Regions from separate parts of the Mus musculus genome. Here region 2 is linked to region 1. Evidence: chromatin contacts called from public Hi-C data. All regions are on one chromosome and are shown on one strand. Each heading gives the region's core, a stretch centred on a gene start, on an enhancer-like site or on the middle of the called end of the contact. The rest is flanking DNA. Distances are from core to core; before and after follow the strand shown.

Evidence for each region. Hi-C and Micro-C count contacts between places; a contact is called where the count stands out from the background.
Region 2: a contact with region 1 is called in a Hi-C map of CD8 T cells, with 4 times the contacts expected there. The contact joins the promoter of Stk4 here to the promoter of Samhd1 in region 1. A contact is called at or near these places in 4 of 484 Hi-C or Micro-C datasets (CD4 T cells, CD8 T cells and regulatory T cells).

What each region holds. Positions count from the first base shown.
Region 1 is chr2:157,133,655-157,136,519 of GRCm38.p6, forward strand. Samhd1 (SAM domain and HD domain, 1) reads right to left here and starts at 1,442. Exons shown (of 16, transcript NM_018851.4): 1 at 1,225-1,442. The coding sequence starts at 1,435.
Region 2 is chr2:164,072,729-164,075,593 of GRCm38.p6, forward strand. It overlaps Stk4 (serine/threonine kinase 4), which reads left to right and starts at 1,410. Exons shown (of 11, transcript NM_021420.4): 1 at 1,410-1,519. The coding sequence starts at 1,485.

The DNA of each region.
Region 1 (2,865 bases), core at 192-2,691:
TATAACTATATATATATAGTTAAAATGAAATCTTGCCAGGTGTGGTGGCCTACACTTTTAATCCCAGTACTCAGGAGTCAGAGGCAGGTGGATCTCTGAGTTCGAGGCTAGGCTGGTCTATAGAGACTACATAAGACAGGCCCTGTCTTACCCCACCCCCACCCCCAAAGTTACTCTTCTGTAGAGGGAGAGAAAAAGAGAAACGTGAGTTCCTATTTTTAAGCTTTCTTTCTTTTTTTTTTTTCCCCCAGAGCTGAGGACCGCACCCAGGGCCTTGCGCTTGCTAAGCACTCTACCACTGAGCTAAATCCGCAACCCCTTTTAAAGCTTTCTTAAAGTCAGTCCTTCAGTTAGGCACAAGGGGCTCCACCCCACAAGAAGTAAAGTTCACTGAATTTGAAAATCATAACCACGGAGGGGCCACTTTCCAAGCGAACACCTCCGGGGATCGATCATGCAAGGGGTTAAGCTTCACAGCCACCAACCAAGAAAAAAAAAAAAAAAAAAAAAAAAAAAAGTTGAGCAGATTCAAAGTGTTGACGGGAGCAAGACCAAGAACCAGAAGCATCCCTTAAAATTCTTAAAATTCTTGAGTGGCCAAGTTGTGGAATGTTGGGGTTTCAGTGAATAACTTGCTCTTATGTTGGAAGAGAAATTCCCTTAGTAGCACTCTGCAAATACAATGAGCACATACTGAACCCTACTAGGCTATTATGATAGTCAGTGAGAATCCAGAGATTAAGCACCTTCCCTCCCCTTTAAGGAAAACCCCAAATTCCGGGACCAGCTTCAGAGTTAAACTTAAAAGCGCTCAAAATCTCTCATGGGGCCAAGTGTTCCGGGAGCTGCGGTTAGCACAAAAGGGTCTCCCAAGCCAGGTGAGCCTGAAAGACCGCAAGCCACAGCCGGAGGTCTGGGGTAAAATCTTCTAAGAAGGGCGGGGATCGCTCCTGGCAGAAGTGACAAGTTCCCGAAAAGACCCTTCTACCAAACCTCCCTGGGCCTCTACTAGGTTCGCCGCCCAGAGTGAACCGATGGGCTTGCACTTCACCTGTGCCCACCTCGGGTAGCCCGTGTGTTCGCATCCCGACAGGGCGCCTCCTTCTCCAGCGGCGGGTTCCCGCCAGCCGCTTCCCCCAGAGACCTCCCCCTTAGGATGCCTCCCATGTGGACTCTCCCTGCTCGGCCCCACGGTGGCCATCCTTCGTCCCTCAGGCCCGCTACCTCTGAAGATGTCCAGCACTTTCTTCTCTCGGAAACCACGATTCTCTAAGAAGGAGCACACGTCCTCCGGTTCCCAGGTTCGGAGGTCGGTGTTTTGGAAGTCGTCGTCTGCAGACAGATTAGCTGTTGCAGGAGGAGTGCTCGGTGGCGTCCTTGGGCTGCCATCGCAGCGGGGTCGCTTAGCTGGCTGCTCCAAGGGTGCGCTCTGCATGGCTACCTCCGACACCCGGGGCTGCGAAGTTAAGTACCGCGGCACCGGCTCGCGCGCAGCCGCACTGACACCACACCCCAAAAGTGAGTCCATTCAGTTTTGCCAGCCTCCAGGCCTACTGCGCAGGCGCCCCGGACATCAGCCCTGGGAGCGTGGCCTCCCCGGGGCGCTCGCGCCCGGCCCATTGCGCAAGCGCAATGCCTACGCGATCGCCCTCAACTCCGCCCTTGTGTTTCTCCGAAAGGGTGGTGTTATTAGAAAAGCAAAACTGAGTTGTGGTTAAGAGTGGAGACTTTAGTGAGGACAAGGCCAAAGAGGGCATCTGGGGCTAAGGAAGGTTCACCACGCTCCAGATTAAAAAGGTCTTCTGGTGAACTGCAGGTATCTTCCTGAAACAAATACGTTTTGCCAGGTTTCAAACACCCCAAGCTGTAAACTTGTTAAAATAAAATTAAAAACAAAAAACAAAAAAACCCTATAAGGCAACAAAGCTGCCACTCCTATCCCAGAGCAGAAAACAAGGGACTGGCCCAACTGGAAAACCCTGAAGTGATTGCCAGCTGGTTGTCGGACTGTCCTGTTAGATTCCACATTCACAGTTAGTTGGCAGCAGACCGCCCTATTATTTCCAAATAGACAGTATTTTTACTAATTACTAGTCAGTGTCCAAATAGCAGGCTTTCTTTTTTTTTTTTTTTTTTTTTTTTTTTTTTGGCGTTAAGCCATTTTGGGACAGACCCCAAACTTCCCCATAAATCTTTATCCACCCATTACTAGTACAACGACCACTAATTTACGACACCTCTTCAGAAACCAAGACACATACACATCTAGGTATTTTAACGTCAGGCAGTACAAATGAGATGTTTAGTGGTGAGCCCGACAGCTGTAAGTGATGCTTAGGCATAAAATACAAGCTTGAGAGCCGGGTGTGGTGGCGCACGCCTTTAATCCCAGCATTTGGGAGGCAGAGGCAGGCTGATTTCTGAGTTTGAGGCTAGCCTGGTCTACAAAGTGAGTTCCAGGACAGCCAGGGCTACACAGTGAATCCCTGTCTCGAAAAAACAAAACCAAAAACAAAACAAGCTCGAGGCCCGATGTTCATTACCCAGCAACAAACAAACAACAGACAAACTAGAAATCGGATGAACCAAAATATTCTTAGCAAACAGTGCTGATGTGATCAGGGCCCTGTTCTAAAGGCTTTACAAACATTCATTTAACGAATTTCAGATGTAGGAAAGTGAAGTATAAAAGCTGGGAGAGAGGGCTGGAGAGATGGCTCAGTGGTTAAGAGCACTGACAGTCCTTCCAAAGGTCATGAGTTCAATTCCCAGCAACCATATGGTGGCTCACAATCATCTGTAATTGGATCCTATGCCCTCTTGTGTTGTGTCAAGGACAGTATGGTCATATACATAAAATAAATA
Region 2 (2,865 bases), core at 160-2,659, 6.9 Mb after region 1:
CTGTGAGTTTTATTTTTTTAAAAAGATTTATTGATTTTATGTATGTGAGTACACTGCAGCTGTCTTCAGTCACACGCCAGAAGAGGACATCAGATCCCATTACAGGTTGTGAGCCACCATGTGGTTGCTGGGAATGGAACTCAGAACCTCTTCAAGAGCAGTCAGTGCTCTTAACCACTGAGCCACCCCTCCAGCCCTTGAGCTTTATTTTTGTCAATAACCCTATCGGCTTGAGCTGAGTCTAGACTGTCATTTTGGACTAAATTAGTGGATCTTTCCGTTTTTGGGGGTGTGCCAGGTCCAAAGCGAACCCCCAATTCCTCCCCCAAAAGGGAAGGCTTGTGTTGAATATTGAAAGTGTAAACAAAAGGATTGCTGGTGGACAGACCCGAGTAGTCCTCTGTAACCTGTTGGTTTCTGTCTACCAAAAGGAGTCACTCCTTTATCGTCCTTGCCTTTGGTAAAGGAGACTTAAGCCAAGCTAACCTGCAGGGTCCTTGGTCCCTAGTAACATATATCTGTTATGAGTAGCAAAGCAGCCTGGCCCTCCTTACCTCCTCCACTATGCTCCCAGGCTGTTCCAGATTACAACTTGCACACTCCCCTCCGCAGCAGTTACGCTACAGCAAGGTCCCGACCGGCTCTTCTCCCTCTTCGCTAATTTTTTCTGCCCGGAAGATATAGCCCTGGCCTTGGCCAGTCTGTTTTTTTCTCTCTGCTCAGGAGTCTTCCAGATGCTGTTTGGTCTCATCTACAATAAAACCTCTCCAGTCTTGGAGCAGAGATTTTGATGGTTTCTTGACTGCGCCCTAGTTTACAGAGGGCTTGGGGCTTTTCCCCTTGGCCCTAATATGAACTCACTTCTTTTTCTTTCTCTCTCTCTCTCTCTCTCTCTCTCTATATATATATATATATATAATATATATATATAAATATATATAAATATATATATACACACACACACATATATAAAATATATATATAAATATATATAAATATATATAAATATATATAAATATATATAAATATATATATATACACATATATAAATATATATATACACACATATATAAATATATATATACACACATATATAAATATATATATACATATATATAAATATATATATATATTTATATATATATATTTTAAGAACTCACTTATCAAGCCCGTGCTTTGCTAACAGCCTCCCCATCTGAGAAACTGGAGAACCCTCAAGGAGTCAGGCTTGAAAGTATTCAGTCCAAAGGCAAGTCAAGGAGAGGGTGTCGCTGACACTCGGGCCACTAGAGGCCGCCCGAGAGGCACCTCTTCGGCTTTCTGACTTCTGTATCCGCCCGCCACTGTGCCACGTGACTCCCGCCGCTCCGCCCAGCCTCCTCTCGCTTCCGGTAGGGGCGGAAAGCGGAAGTGTGGGAGGGTTCGCGGGGCGGGCTCCGGGAGGATGGAGCATTGAGGCAGTCTGGGCGGCTGCCGGCAGCGCCATGGAGACCGTGCAGCTGAGGAACCCACCGCGCAGGTGAGGGGCCGTAGGCTGAGAGGCAAGAGAGTTGGGTGAGGAGAGAAGGCGCGAGCTTGCTGAGGGTAGACCCCGGCGTGCGAGCTCGGGCCGGGAGGAGAGGGACCCGCGAGGCTGGTGACCGGGCTGCAGTAGCACCTGCCGAGAGAGGAGGGAGCGTCCGCTGGCCCGGGCAGAAGTGGTTTTGCTTAGAGAGAGCACTCTCTGGGCAACGTGCGGACAAGTTAGGGGAGACCCCAGCAGAGGCCGGGGAAGGCGCCCCAAGAAGGGACCCGAGGATGTAGGGGCGAATGCTGAGGCCGGGTGAGCGAGGACTTAACCCTGTTGCTTCGCTTTCGAGGCAGAAGTCGTTAGAAACATTGATTGGAGGTCCCATGGCTAAGTAAGGGGTGGAGCGGGGATTTTGGGTCCTGGTGGTTCTGTCCCAAGTCATTGCTCCTAACTGCCTTACTGTGTCAGTACCAACGTTTCACGGTTCTAGTAATGGAGAAAGGGTTATGGGGGGCTAGAGTTTCCAAGGGGCTTCAGGGTGTCCGCCCCATGTAGGATGATGTATTAGTAGTGATGGCGGTAATGGCTTTTATTACTGAGTTCATGAGTGACTGCCTACTTTTTTTCAAATCGTCCTCAGCCTTCCAACACCCAAAGTTGGGACGTTGATAAAGAACAAACAAACAAACAAACAAACACCAACCCGGGAGTGGGTAATCTGAGGTCCAATAAATAGAGTTTAGACACAGTAGGCTCAGCCAGACTTTGTCCTGTTCAAATTCTGTTTCGATACTCTCTTGGCTCTAGATTCTAGAAGTATCTAGAGTTGTTTTGGGTCAAGATGAACTGACTGCTGTTGTGCTGGACCACTCCCCGTCTCACCTGGAGAAAAAAAGCCTAGAGCCTGAGGGAGTCGTGCTTCTCTCAGACACAGCTAAAAACTTGGGTTTCACAGAGAAGACATTTGACTTCCTGCAGCAGAATGAGCACTAAAATAGGAAGTGTTCAGAGTAAGGGAGTGCCGGGCACCGGAGAGGTGGTGTGTGTGTGTGTGTGTGTGTGTGTGTGTGTGTGTGTGTGTGTGAAAGCCTGGGCAGCACTCTTAGGGGAGGCAGGGTCTGTTGGAAGTACACAAACATGGAATCAAACAAACAGCTTGTTGAGATGGGCTCAGGTTTGACTTAGTGTGGTGTGCTGAGGCACTCAAAGGAGTACTTATTAATTACAGCCAGAGAATGCTGCAGGGCGGCAGGCACTGTTTCATTGCTTTCCAGCTTGCCTGTTCAGCCATAGGAAATTGCTGGTGTTTTGAACTTGTAAACATGGTACACCTTACTGGCGCAGCTAGCCTTCGC